Linked DNA regions of Mus musculus: region 1 is linked to region 2. A link is a contact called in public Hi-C data. All regions are on one chromosome and are shown on one strand. Each heading gives the region's core, a stretch centred on a gene start, on an enhancer-like site or on the middle of the called end of the contact. The rest is flanking DNA. Distances are from core to core; before and after follow the strand shown.

Region 1 (6,241 bases), core at 2,302-4,801, 410 kb before region 2:
TGGATTCTTACCTCTAACACTGGTGGCTAGTGGAAATTGGGTAGCATATTAATATTTGCACAGTCAGCGAGACTCCACAGTCTCATTATTTAGTTTGCAAACATTCTATTTCACTGTTCAACACGAGCCTGATTTAAAACAACAGGCCTAGGACTCTGAGACGCAAGCATTACCTATGCTTTAAGAGAACAGATTTTTTTAAGCAACCTACATTAAATCTTAAAGACTACATGGGGTCAGCAGACTATTAGTCTGTTCACAATGGTGCAATATATTTGGAATGCTATTTTGCATAGGAAACAGTATTTGACTAAAATGACCCACACATATGTTTCCAAAGACAACTAGAAAATTTCCAAGAACAGAAAGAATATTCTGAGCTTAGTCCCCAAGGCTTCAGAAGGTTACAGATGCAAAACTGTGCTTGGGCCTGAGAATGCAACGAGTCTCCATGCTTGTCGGACAAGACATGCCAATGTTCCACTGACCTACTAGGTAAATAAGCACTAAAGTAACCACACTGGTGAAAGACTGTGATAGATATGGCCTAGACCTTCCAAAGACATCTTTTAAAAACAGTATTTCATCACATCTGACAACATTCCAAAGTGGTAGCTGGCAAATGCAATTATCCCTATTTTCCAGAGACAGGAGAGGAAATTAATGGCATGCCCAGTGTCAGTCAACATGACAGGGATATCACTGGGAATTGAATGTGTAGATATGGGCCAACTAAATGCATAATTCCCAAGGGAACTAAGTTCATATAATAAAGGAAGATATGGAACTAAGAACTAGGTTTTTGTTAATTTGGGGAATAGTTGATTCCATTGGACGAGTAAAAACAGCCAGCAAAATGGCAGGTTCAGTCATCTTCAATGTTTTAGTCATTGATAACTTAGCAGGCCTCTTGGTACAAAGAATCCGAAGATACATCATGTAACAGATTGGTATATAAAGGCTATAAACAGAGAAAGGCAACGAACAGCACAAGTGGGGCTCAAGGCTCTGAGGCAAGCTGTAATTTGGAGTTCTCCAGGACAGAGATACCACTCTGAGATGGCTGGCCTATGGGAACTCTTGATATCAAAGCATCAGACGAGTTGGAATTCGCAGGATAAATGAGAACCAATCCCTGGACCCCTCCATGCAGAGACCTGCTCAGTCACCAGATATAGGCCCCATGGGCCAGGGCGTTCCAAGCCACAAGGGAAGCAAGACACTTTCATGAATTCAATAACATCTGGTAGCAAGTAACTTAAAATAATTTTAAATACCAAAATGAGTGAAGATATGTTAAAAAGCAGAACTCAGGACCCGCATGCATTTTCAATACCTTTCGATTTTAAAGGAGACTCGGATGACCTTGTGCACACAGCCACAGGACACAACTGTGATGGTTCATGGATATGCTTATCTTTCTTCTAGCGTGCTTAGCTTTGGTGTGAACCCCAGAAGTAAGAGGAAGGGAAAACTGAGAATACTTAATGAGACTATGCCACGGCACTAATCAAGTGAGTGAGTTTGGTCTTCGTTTCCAGCTTCCCAGACAGAGTCTCATTTCATTTCCCCATTTGCACTCTGTGTCTACCAGCTAGTGGCTTCAGAGGAGTAATGAATTTGGAGATTTCTGACTGCTATGGATCCGAATCTAAATGAAAGAAAATGCTTGTGGACCAGGGGTTGGAGACCCATACGTAAAACACTCTCAAATCCACTGGTAATGATTTTGAACTCTCTTCACTCGAAGATGAAGAAAGTCAAGATACTTTTATAAACAGGACCAAACATCAAATGGCTACTGGGAATAGAAATTTGGATGATCTCCAAGTGGTATAATTTGATAATGACTGTGCAAATATTGTCTATACACACTTGATTTGGCAGATCTAATCTGAGAATTTGTTTTTTCCAAGTAGGCTTGTATGCATGTGGCTCCCACAGAGCAATAGAAGATGGTGGGATAGACCATGGCCTGGTTAGTACATGGTGACATATTGCACAGCTGACACTTGAAGTGACGATTGGGAAAGCTAAAGAAACAGCCTATAAATGGATAAAGTTGCTTTTAACCATTCATCAGCTCCCAAGGATGAAGGGCAGAGCTGCACGCCTGGCATATGAGACTGAAACTGCGAAGGACTCACACATGCCATCCCTATTTGTCCAGACATGTCAACTGTTTTCAGGTGGGATCTAGGTCTGAATTCCAGCTGAATCCAGGTAGAAGTGATACCTACTCCTTCCATGTGGCTCCTACATCTTTGCTAACCTCTCTTTTCCCTTTCTCCCCTAGTCCCTACATTGTAACCTCCCTACCCACCTTGCTTTCCATCTCTACACTGCTGAACTCCCATCTGCTTCTCTATAGCTGCAAAACGAGGCCAACAGAAAAGTCACTGAATAAAAGCATCAACAGCCCAACATATACTTTGAATCTTTTAAATGCCGAGTCATATGGCTGTCTCACTTACTCAAATAATACAGTGTTTTATTCTCCCCACCATCACCCCCCCCCCCTTTTAAAAAGGTAAGTCCCTTGAGATTAGTTTGCAGAGACATCGAAGTTGAGCTGTGTAAAAGGAAAACATTGTCGGGTTGCAGTTACTAAAGCCAGCTCAAGGGACGGTTGGTGCTAAAGGAGGTGGCTCTGACAGAATGAGACAGACAGCACTTCACTCAACAAGGATTTGCTTAAAATAAACTGGGCAGATGGCAGAGAGGATTAGTGGGGCTTAAGGTTGAAATAGAGAGGTAAAAATGAAAGAAAAAAAGAAGAGACCTATGTTTTTACACCTGGTTGAGTGACAGCCAGTGTGGCTGTGAAGCGGCTGACTCGGTGGGGGTGGGAAGGTCAGGACCCCTCAGGCCTCCTGGGCCCTGGCTCACTGAGCCCGGCTGTCTGCAACACTTGGAGTTGTGTACTTGATGGAAAGGTCAGAGCCAAGGAGAAACACTCCAGAATCATCCGTGCAGCAGGGTCTCTGGGGAGTAAGTGTCATGGGAAAAACGGGTAGAGGACAAGGCTGGGATGGGGCTTAAGGCGGGGGCTATGGGGGTGGGGGGAGACAGTGAGAGAGAGAGAGAGACAGAGACTGACAGACAGAGGGAGGAAACAGGTAGAGGACAAGGCTGGGATAGGGGTTAGTAGGGGACAGGAGACGGTAAGAGAGAGAGAGACAGAGACTGACAGAAATACAGAGACAGAATGAGAGAGAGACAGACAGACAGGGAGAGATGAACAGAGACAGACAGAGACTGACAGAGACAGAGAAGAGAGAGACAGAAGGAAACATAGAGGGACAGTCAGAGAAAAAGACTGACTGAAACACAGAGACAGAGATACAGGCCGAAGGAAAGATAGCTAGAGGGAGAGACAGACAGACACAGAAACACAGAGACAGAGATGACTGAGAGGCAGACAAAGAGCTCAGCTGCAGAAGAGCCCAATAAAGAATTACAGAACGTTGCTGCTGCTGGATGCAGGTGCCAGCATCAGTGACAGATGCACAGGGAGGCTGGAGCTTTGTGTACATAACCTTGTTCTCAGAATAATTTCTGAGCACCACATCTGGGACACATTTTTCCCAGTTAGTCACCGTCTATGTGAAATTCAATCACTTCAGACAGGGACAAGAATGCAAACCTCCAAAATGAGCTGTGTTTTGCTTATGACTGATCTCTCGAGATCTCCCGAGATGGGCTGGGAAGGGACCAACCTGCCCCACCCTACCCAGATGCTGGTTCCTGGAGCAGCAGCCATGGTTTGGAGGCACTGCTGATCCTTTTCGTTTGCCTTCAGTGGAGAAGTGGGGACAGGGGTTATAGAAGAAGTATGTGCTGAGAAAGCAGGCACAGTGGGCTCCAGGCCCCTCTCTCCTGGGAGTGGGTGTCTTTAGGGACCTGGCAAGTAGGGACTAGATATAAAGGAGGGGTGAAGGGGAGGAAAATAAAGGGACAAAGATGGCAAGCAGGAAAGAGGGAGAAAAATGGAGGCTGAACAGGGGAGTGAAGCAAAGTTAAGAGATTGACAGAGCTTCAGGAGAAAATTAAGTGGTCCAGGCATTGGAGCACGTCAGTGATAACGACTGCCTTTCAATCGGGACATCTCGACTGTGGCTTGGCCACACTAAGGGATGATTATTCATGCAGAAAACACTCTTACGTTTCTTCAGATTTTTATGCAGAGCCCTTAAATCTTAAATGTATTGGTCACTTGTCAGAGTAAGGAGGTGCTTTACATACAGAACGGTCAGAGGCAGGCATTTTTAGAGGAGCTACATCATTTTATGGGAGGCAATGGGAGTGGGAGTTTACCCTGTGCCTGCTCATCTCCTGCCAGGGTTCAGCTTCCCTTCCTACCCTAGATCAGCTTCCCTTCCTGCCTGAGCAGCTTGCCTTCACATGTACTACACTCTGTAAGGCTGTCTTAGGCTTTTATTGAGTGTAAAACCTGGGGCAGCCAAGGCATACATGTCAAGTCCTGATCACTTGGGGGCAGCACAGGGCTGGAAAATCCTAAGCTACAACCATTCTTTATTTTATTTCTGGTCTTAATTCTTCTTCAGGATTCTTTTTATGGGGATGGTGATCTTTTAGATAGGGCTATGCAGTCCTGGGGAATTTGGTATTTGCTATGTAAGCCAGGTTGATCTCAAATTTGTAGCAATCCACCTATGTCAAACTACTAAGTGCTGGCAGGCATGTAACCCACCCAGCTTACATCTGGAAAATGTAAGTGATGTGTGTTTGGTTGAAGTCCATCTTCATCTCAACCAGGAAGCAAGTCAGACAGGACAGTCAGTGTCCTCCCCTTCTCGGACACATTCTTTCATTTTGAAATATGTTTTAGTAAACAATTATCAGTAGCGTGCATTGTCTACATTGTAGGAATTCAGTAAAGATCCATTTGAATCCCAGTGTCTACTTTTGAAATCAATTTTGACATCAATTATCCATATTAATGAGCATGTGGATCTTGGCTAGTGTTGAAACTGTCTTGGAACATCCTATTGGATGACTGGATCAGGATCTGGGAATTTTGTTCTCTGATAGTTGGGTTGATTTCTATCTTCCACCAACACAAAATACTGAGGTAGAAATCCTTGTGCTTAAGCCTTTGTGCAGTCTTAAAAGCCTTTCTAGAAGTGGACTGCTAAACAGTAAATGACACAGACTATCTCTACAGATGCTGCTATGGCCACACCCACTTATACTTACACAGGGGATTCTTAGATTATTTTCTTATATTCTAGCCAACACTTTGTATTGATAATTTCCTAATTTGTTGGCAATCTGATTGATACTAAACATCGCATCATTAGCTTTGTTTCCTATTACTAATGAAATAAGTATATTTATTTTGCTTGCTGGCCTTTGATCATATCTTTTACGGGACATTCCTGGTCATCCAGTTTAGTTTTCCTTATTGACTTGTTAATTCCCAGAATCAGGTTACAATTCTGTTTTGTATCTTATATTTCAAATACATTCTTCTAGTTCTATTATCCCCTTCAATGGTTTGTGTTTTTAACATTGTTGACAGTCTCATAACTATAATGTGAAATTTGTGCATTTTTTATATTATTTGAGTTATAGTGATTGTTTTATTTTTTCCATATTGCAACTATATTTTCTCCTCAATTTCACCGTTTTTGTATTTTTATTGTACAATTAGTACTTTGATTCATATGAAATATGTATGTTATTGATATGAAATAGGTACTCACTCATTTTCTTTCTGCAATTGTCCCAGGGAAGGACCTGGTTTTAAGTAGTTCATCCTTTCCCCCAATGATTACTGTTGGCTTTGTGGCTACTGCCTAATGCTTTTCCAAAGATACAGGAGGCATTTATTTCAATAAATATTTTATGCCTGCTATCAGAAAGATGGCCCACTTAGTGCTTCAGAATGTAGGGAAAGTTTTAAAGAGATGCTCTTCACTAAAATGTCCCTCATATGAGTGACAGTTTAAAAGGAACACAAATATCAAACACAAGTCTCTTCCACTACACTGGAGTTTTTAAATATCTGAGAAAAGGTGTAAAATTAAGTAAAAATAGGAAGGTGCAAAGTTTTAGAGTCTGCCTAAACTCCCTATAAATATACATATAGTAATATAGTCCAGATATCTAGACATTTCCATGGTGGTTTATAATTGTAGAATTATTTGGATTTTTTCCTTTCAAAATTTTTCAGTCTATCCAAAATGGACATTTTATGATATTATCAGGAAGTTTT
Region 2 (6,106 bases), core at 1,767-4,266:
ACTTGTAAGAAATGTCTCTGGGATTTCAATCATGCCTATTGATGTTCAATGCCATGCAGACTTTGTAGAATGGGGCTTCTTTCTTCCTTGTTTCCTTTCCTTTCGAAGTGCTTTGAGTAGATTGCACAGCTGGCCAGTGTGGGCTAGCAGTCAAAAATCTACTAGGATGGGAAGCAGTATAAGGTGAACCAAAAGCCTGCGCAGGGTCAGGGAGAAGGGAAGAACTCAGAGATGGGTGGCAATGTGTGGAATTCCAGAGTCTGAATGGAATGAGGAGGCTGTCCACGTGAGCCCTCAGCTAACTCCTGAGTCCTTGGATGTAAAATGGGTGATAGCACAGATTAGATATTGGATAGAACCAGAGGAGTTGATAATATAAATAAACATGATAAAGTAATGGGAGTCAGTTCCTCTCTCTCCCCCTCTCTCTGGATTAAGAAATTTTGATTTTAGAACCTAGACAGGGATTGCTTAATAAGTACTTACCATCTAACTCAGGTCTTAGAGAGAATATTTACATATTTCAAGCTTCCTTTTCTTTTCTTTCTTATTTTTTTTGTTTTTCTTTTTTGTTTGTTTTGTTTTGTTTGTTTGTTTGTTTGTTTTGTTTTTTTTTCTCAAGACAGGGTTTCTCTGTATAGCCCTGGCTGTCCTGGATCTCACTCTGTAGACCAGGCTGGCCTCAAACTCAGAAATCTGCCTGCCTGTGCCTCCCCAGTGCTGGAATTAAAGGTGTGTGCCACCACTCCCTGGTGCTTCCTTTTCATAAAAAGAGCTACTAAGACATTCTGAGAAAAATCCAGCAGACCCTATGTTAATTATATATGATCAACGTGAATATCATTATCAGTGGGACAAATTAGAATGATGGTAGGTAAACACAAACTGAAGTGTATTCTATGAAACAGTTCACCTGTAATAGTCAAAGCATTAAAATTCTTAAAGTTGAGAAAGAGAGACTTGTGTCATAAGGAACCTAGGTCCCTGACAAGTGAATGCAGCTAGTCATGCTGCAAGAATCTGGGTGGCCTCTTGGGAGTAAGTTCAGATTAGTGTTCCCTTCCTGGGAGTGGTGCTTGCAAAGTGGTTTATAGAAAAGTATGCTTTTGTCAGAGTTGTACATAATCATGGTCTGTCAGTGACAGGACACAGTGCCAGTAACTTTTCAAATGGTTCAAGAAAAGAATGTTGTAATTGACTTCTCAAGGTCTCTGTAAGTTTGTGGTTACCTCCAAAAATAAATCTCAGAAATAAACAAAACAAAACCCCTCAAAACTCCTAAGTTCGTTTTAGAAACCCATAACTTTATAATCAATTTCAGAAGTCATTGCCACTGCATGCAAGGGAGTGCTTACATCTCCACAAGTGCTCTCATTATAACTTTCAAAAGAGTCACACAATCCCCAAAGTACAAATTAAAATGGCAGCAATATCTTTTGAGGCAATCAACTATCAACTAGGCCTTTCAATCATTCTTTTTCGCTATGTGAAATGCTTTGTTACTTAATACATAGCCCTAAGTTTCTCATACTGTCCTGCCATTCCTCCTCACTCTCTCATTCTCTCTCTCTCTTGCCTCTCTCTGCTCCCTGCTCTCTCCATTTTAATAGTTATAGTGAGTCTGATTGGGATGAGTTTGCAGTTTCCCGAGAATGATAAAGAAGATACACTGATGACTGTCCAGATGACTGCTATGGGGGGTGAGGGTGGGGCACTTGTGAAAACAGGGCTCTAAGAGATGGATGGCATTAATCAGCCAGAGGTGAAGAAGGATCCGGAGAATCCAGGGCTAGAGCCCAGCTGGGATGAGACCCATGTTCAATGGACAAACACATGGCTAACCAGTTAGGAAAAAGAAATTCCTATAGATAAAATGGGAAATATACATAGAATAAAATCTTACTGATAAGTCAAGGAGATAGGTGCCAATATTGGTAAATATTTGCTAGATTTGTACAAGGTGTTGATAAAATAAATAATGGAATGTAACAAAAATAATAGAGGGACTACAACCAGCTCTAGGGAAATGAGCATATTTGAAAATATACTATTTTTAGATTTGAAACAATATATCTTGTGTTCTAGGAGTAAAACCTGTTTAATGAAATATAAAGCAACAAATAACACAGCAAGGGTTAAAACACTTAAAACCATGCATACCTAAACATAAAATTGTTTATTTTCTCTTAGTGCCTTGTAGTTTACTGACTCATCAGAAGCAAAAGAAATGAGTTGTCATGGATCAGCAGTTCTTCCAGGTGACCAAATGGCATAAGACTGTCTCATTAATTTTCTAAGCTAGGTTTTAGGAAAACCAAGACAGACATTATTATTCTAGGACAATATAATTAACTCCCACTAATATCCTATCTATAACTCCCCATATCTGAAGAGGATAAGTGTATGTGGGTGGTAGTCTGAGTCTGTGACTAGTGTACTGGGCACTATATTTTAATGCTTTTCTCCCTTTAATTTTTACTTTGGGATGTAGGCACAAATTAATACAAAGCTTTATTTTCCTTGATAATTCTAAAGCTCCATTATTCACATAGATCTCAGCAGCTAAACTAGTAGCTTCTTTATTTTTTCTTTCCTTAAGTTAAGAATGTTCACATTTTTGCACAAAAGAACCGTGCTAGCTTCTCATTGGAATATCTGAGTTGACAGAATCACTACCCTTGAGCGTTGGGCTATTATTAAATAATTCAAGGTTATGTGAACCCCGTATGCAGTTCTGCAATCCTAAGACAGTTCACCTGGTGAGTGAGGCATCTTCTAAGCGATAAGTGTCTGGCAGCCTAAACCGATGGATACTCTGGGCAAAGGAATGATTTCTGTTCTGGGTAGGGAGTAAGATATTACAAAAATTCATCACTCTTCTCAGAATGGCAAGCACTTTAAGACTTACAACATTTTATTTCTGGTATTTTTTGTTTAATATTTTGAAGCCACAATTGTGATGAGCAACGCAAAGGGTGGGGAGAACTGCAGATAAGAAGGATAGCTAAGCATAGATGAAGCAATCAAAGTGAGTCACGGGCAAAGAAAGTGCCAGGTTTGAGAGGTGTGATTTAAAGATGCTACTATCTCAGGAATGTTAGGCATTTCATCATCAGAAAATCTAATGCAATTCTCCACAGAAACAGATTAAAGGGGGAAATGCCATTTAATTATCTCAAGTAATGCCTTTAGAACATTTTATAAATATACCAGTTGATGTTAAAAACTCTTGACTTGGAACAGAAGGGAAGCTCCTTAATGCACTAACAGGCTCCAGCTACTCACAGCAAGCATCCAAAGGAATTGGGTGACCTTAGAAATGTAATCAGTCAGGACAGAAATTGCTAATTATTACTGAAATGTTTTGGTAGTGTGCCTGAAGACCAAGCACAAATTAATAACAAAAAAAAAGAATTGGTATAGAAAAAACGATTGACTATAGCTGACGATGACATGAGGTCATAGGCTATAATTTAACAGAGAAGTTATCTAAAGTGACTTAGAACTAAATGAGGGTCATGGGATGAGTTACTGTGTAATGTGGTTCTATAGCTTTTTCTTTTTGGCCAGGCCACAAAATTAATTTTTCATTAAAAAACGTGATCATATATTTATTATCTTTAAAACATGAAGCTTCTATGGGTTTATGACATTTTCTGGAAGGAGTTTCATAACACAAAATGGAAGTGGGCTGGGAGCCAATAGATATGTTTCTCTAAACATCCAGTTTCAGATATTCTTTTCCATTTTCATCTGTTTATGCAAAATCGTCACACTAGAATATTCACTTATTGAAATGCATACAAATTAACTTCTACATTTGCGATGGAGTTCCATGCCCTTTTATTTGTCTGATGTTCTGAGTCTTCAAAATTATTATTATTGTCAACATTATCTTCATGCATCACTGAACCTCTTTGGAGTCAGTGATCCAAATTTTCAAATAGGAACATTTTCTCTGCATGAAACTTAATAAGAGAAAATACTAAACTCACAATTATAAAAGTATAAATGGTAGAATATTCACCATCAGAAATAGAAAGTGCATTCTCTTAACTGAAGGATATGTAAGAAGAATTGATCATTACACTCTTAGTAGGCCCACAACTTTCCAGTCAGTGATCATTATGATACTAGTAACAAGAAAAACAAAGCATTTTATTTGAAGACTTTCCAGGATGTTTGTTAACATAATTGTTCTATTGTTTTTTTCCTTGAAAAATAGATCCAAGTACCTGTAGATCTATTGATTGACCATATGGACCACTGAATATATCACTTCAGGAACCCTTGCTCCACAGATTTAAGTAAGAGACAAAATATGGTTTAAATTAAGCCGATTTGGCTAGGTGTAGTGACATATACCAGCATCCTAGCACTTAGAAGCAGGGACATAAAAAGTTCAGTGCTTGCCTCCTTGTTTTATAATATCCCTGTTTTATAATAATTTCCCCCAGATTTAAGCATTTAAGCTCCTCAATCTAGGAAGTAAGCAAACCTTCGAAAACTTGGGAATCAAGCATTTTACAAGTCTCAGGAAGTTCCTGAAACTTAGAAGATTCATAACCCCCCCCCCCACCCCATTCTTAGCAGTTACAACTAATAGGGAGTAAAAACTCTGACCAGCTGAGCTTCCCCCATGTGGTGCAGAAATTCATATTTTCTGATGATTTGCTGTGCTGGAGTCACCCATGCACTTAGTAGTCTTGTCACCTATGCTCTGTAAATAAGCCCAGGAAACTAATGGGTTCACCAAGTAGTGCTGTGTTGAAATCATCTCTTCAATCCATTGTTGATGCCCTCTTTAGGGTACACTGATGTTTGTGCAAATCTCCTCAGGACAAGACATATAATACTTGGCTAAAAATACTGTGTTCAGGGCCAACCTGAACTATATGTGACCTTGTGTCTCCAGATACATACAAGAAGAAAATGATAATGATTCGAAAATATTGAGATGCTATTTACTTCTATCTTGTCTTTGTGTGTCTATCTCTATCTGAGGAGAAAGGCAAATTAATTTCTTGGCATAAGTCTGAACTTGATATTCATGTTACTCTATTGGATGACTTTCATTGCCATTCTGAGAAGAATGTATTGCCCATTACCAGTCTTTAATCTTAGGGATTCTAGTGGGGGTGTAAATAGGAAACAAGAAGAATGTAATGACCCCATAGACACTTGAGTGGAAAATGTCTACTCATTGATTTGCTTCTCTATTCTTTCATCTGAGCTTCTGACTCATTGCAATTTTCACAATGTAATTAGGGTTTTTTTTTTGTTTGTTTGTTTTTGTTTTTTTTATTAACAGAATTGGGGCTAATAGAACAAAAAATACTTTCTTTCCTAATTAGAGTTGTTGGGTTGCCTGGAGAAGATGGGCGTTTGGATTATTTGTGACTTCAAAGGAACAAAATTTACATTTTGTTTTATTTCAAAAACAAAATAAATAAAAAAGTCTACATTTATTTTATTTCAAACATAAAAGTAAAACAAAGTTAGTGCATACACAAAACGCTTGCTTAAGAGAGAACACTGCTTTTCATGGTCCCATGCACATTGCAACCACCTGGGCAGCTCATTAAACTCAGAGTCTGCACTTCACCCTCAAGAGTTCCAGCTGATGTTTGGAATCTTCTATGGAGAGCCATGGTACTTCAAGATATCCATGAGATTTTAAGATAATAGTTCTTAGCTGGGAAGTGGTGGTACATGCCTTTAATCTTAGCACTGGAGAGGTAAGACAGACAGATTTCTGTAAGTTCAAGGTCAGCCTGGTCTACAGAGTGAGTTCCAGGACAGCTAGAGCCATATAGTGAAACCATGTCTCAAAAAACAAGCAAACAAAATACCACACTTTCGCTCTCAATTTTATTACAATTTCTGAATTGCTGTCTTTGAGCCCATCTGAAGCATGCAGGAGCATTTTGTGAAGTCACAATGAGATGTATTTGAAGTTACTTTCACGGTGGACATATTATGTACATATATCAATAATCATTTATAACATCCGTCTAAGATATGGAGTTTCAGCAATGTATATGATCCATGTATGACTACCGATCTATAGTCTAATTAGATGTCTATAGCTATTATCTATGAAGAA

The links. Hi-C and Micro-C count contacts between places; a contact is called where the count stands out from the background.
Region 1: a Hi-C map of adipose-derived mesenchymal stem cells shows a contact between it and region 2, with 2.4 times the contacts expected there. The contact joins two enhancer-like sites.

What each region holds. Positions count from the first base shown.
Region 1 is chr9:94,698,906-94,705,146 of GRCm38.p6, reverse strand. All of the region lies in intron 2 of Slc9a9 (solute carrier family 9 (sodium/hydrogen exchanger), member 9), which reads right to left. Among named protein-coding and RNA genes, the nearest start is that of Slc9a9, 32 kb to the right of the region's middle. Within about 2 kb of position 3,551, at least 56 of the 459 cell types and tissues checked have an H3K27ac peak or open chromatin away from gene starts, as enhancers often do. A contact at or near this core is called in adipose-derived mesenchymal stem cells, where this site is marked.
Region 2 is chr9:94,284,686-94,290,791 of GRCm38.p6, reverse strand. No RefSeq gene overlaps it. Among named protein-coding and RNA genes, the nearest start is that of Gm24200, 3.2 kb to the right of the region's middle. Within about 2 kb of position 3,016, at least 5 of the 459 cell types and tissues checked have an H3K27ac peak or open chromatin away from gene starts, as enhancers often do. A contact at or near this core is called in adipose-derived mesenchymal stem cells, where this site is marked.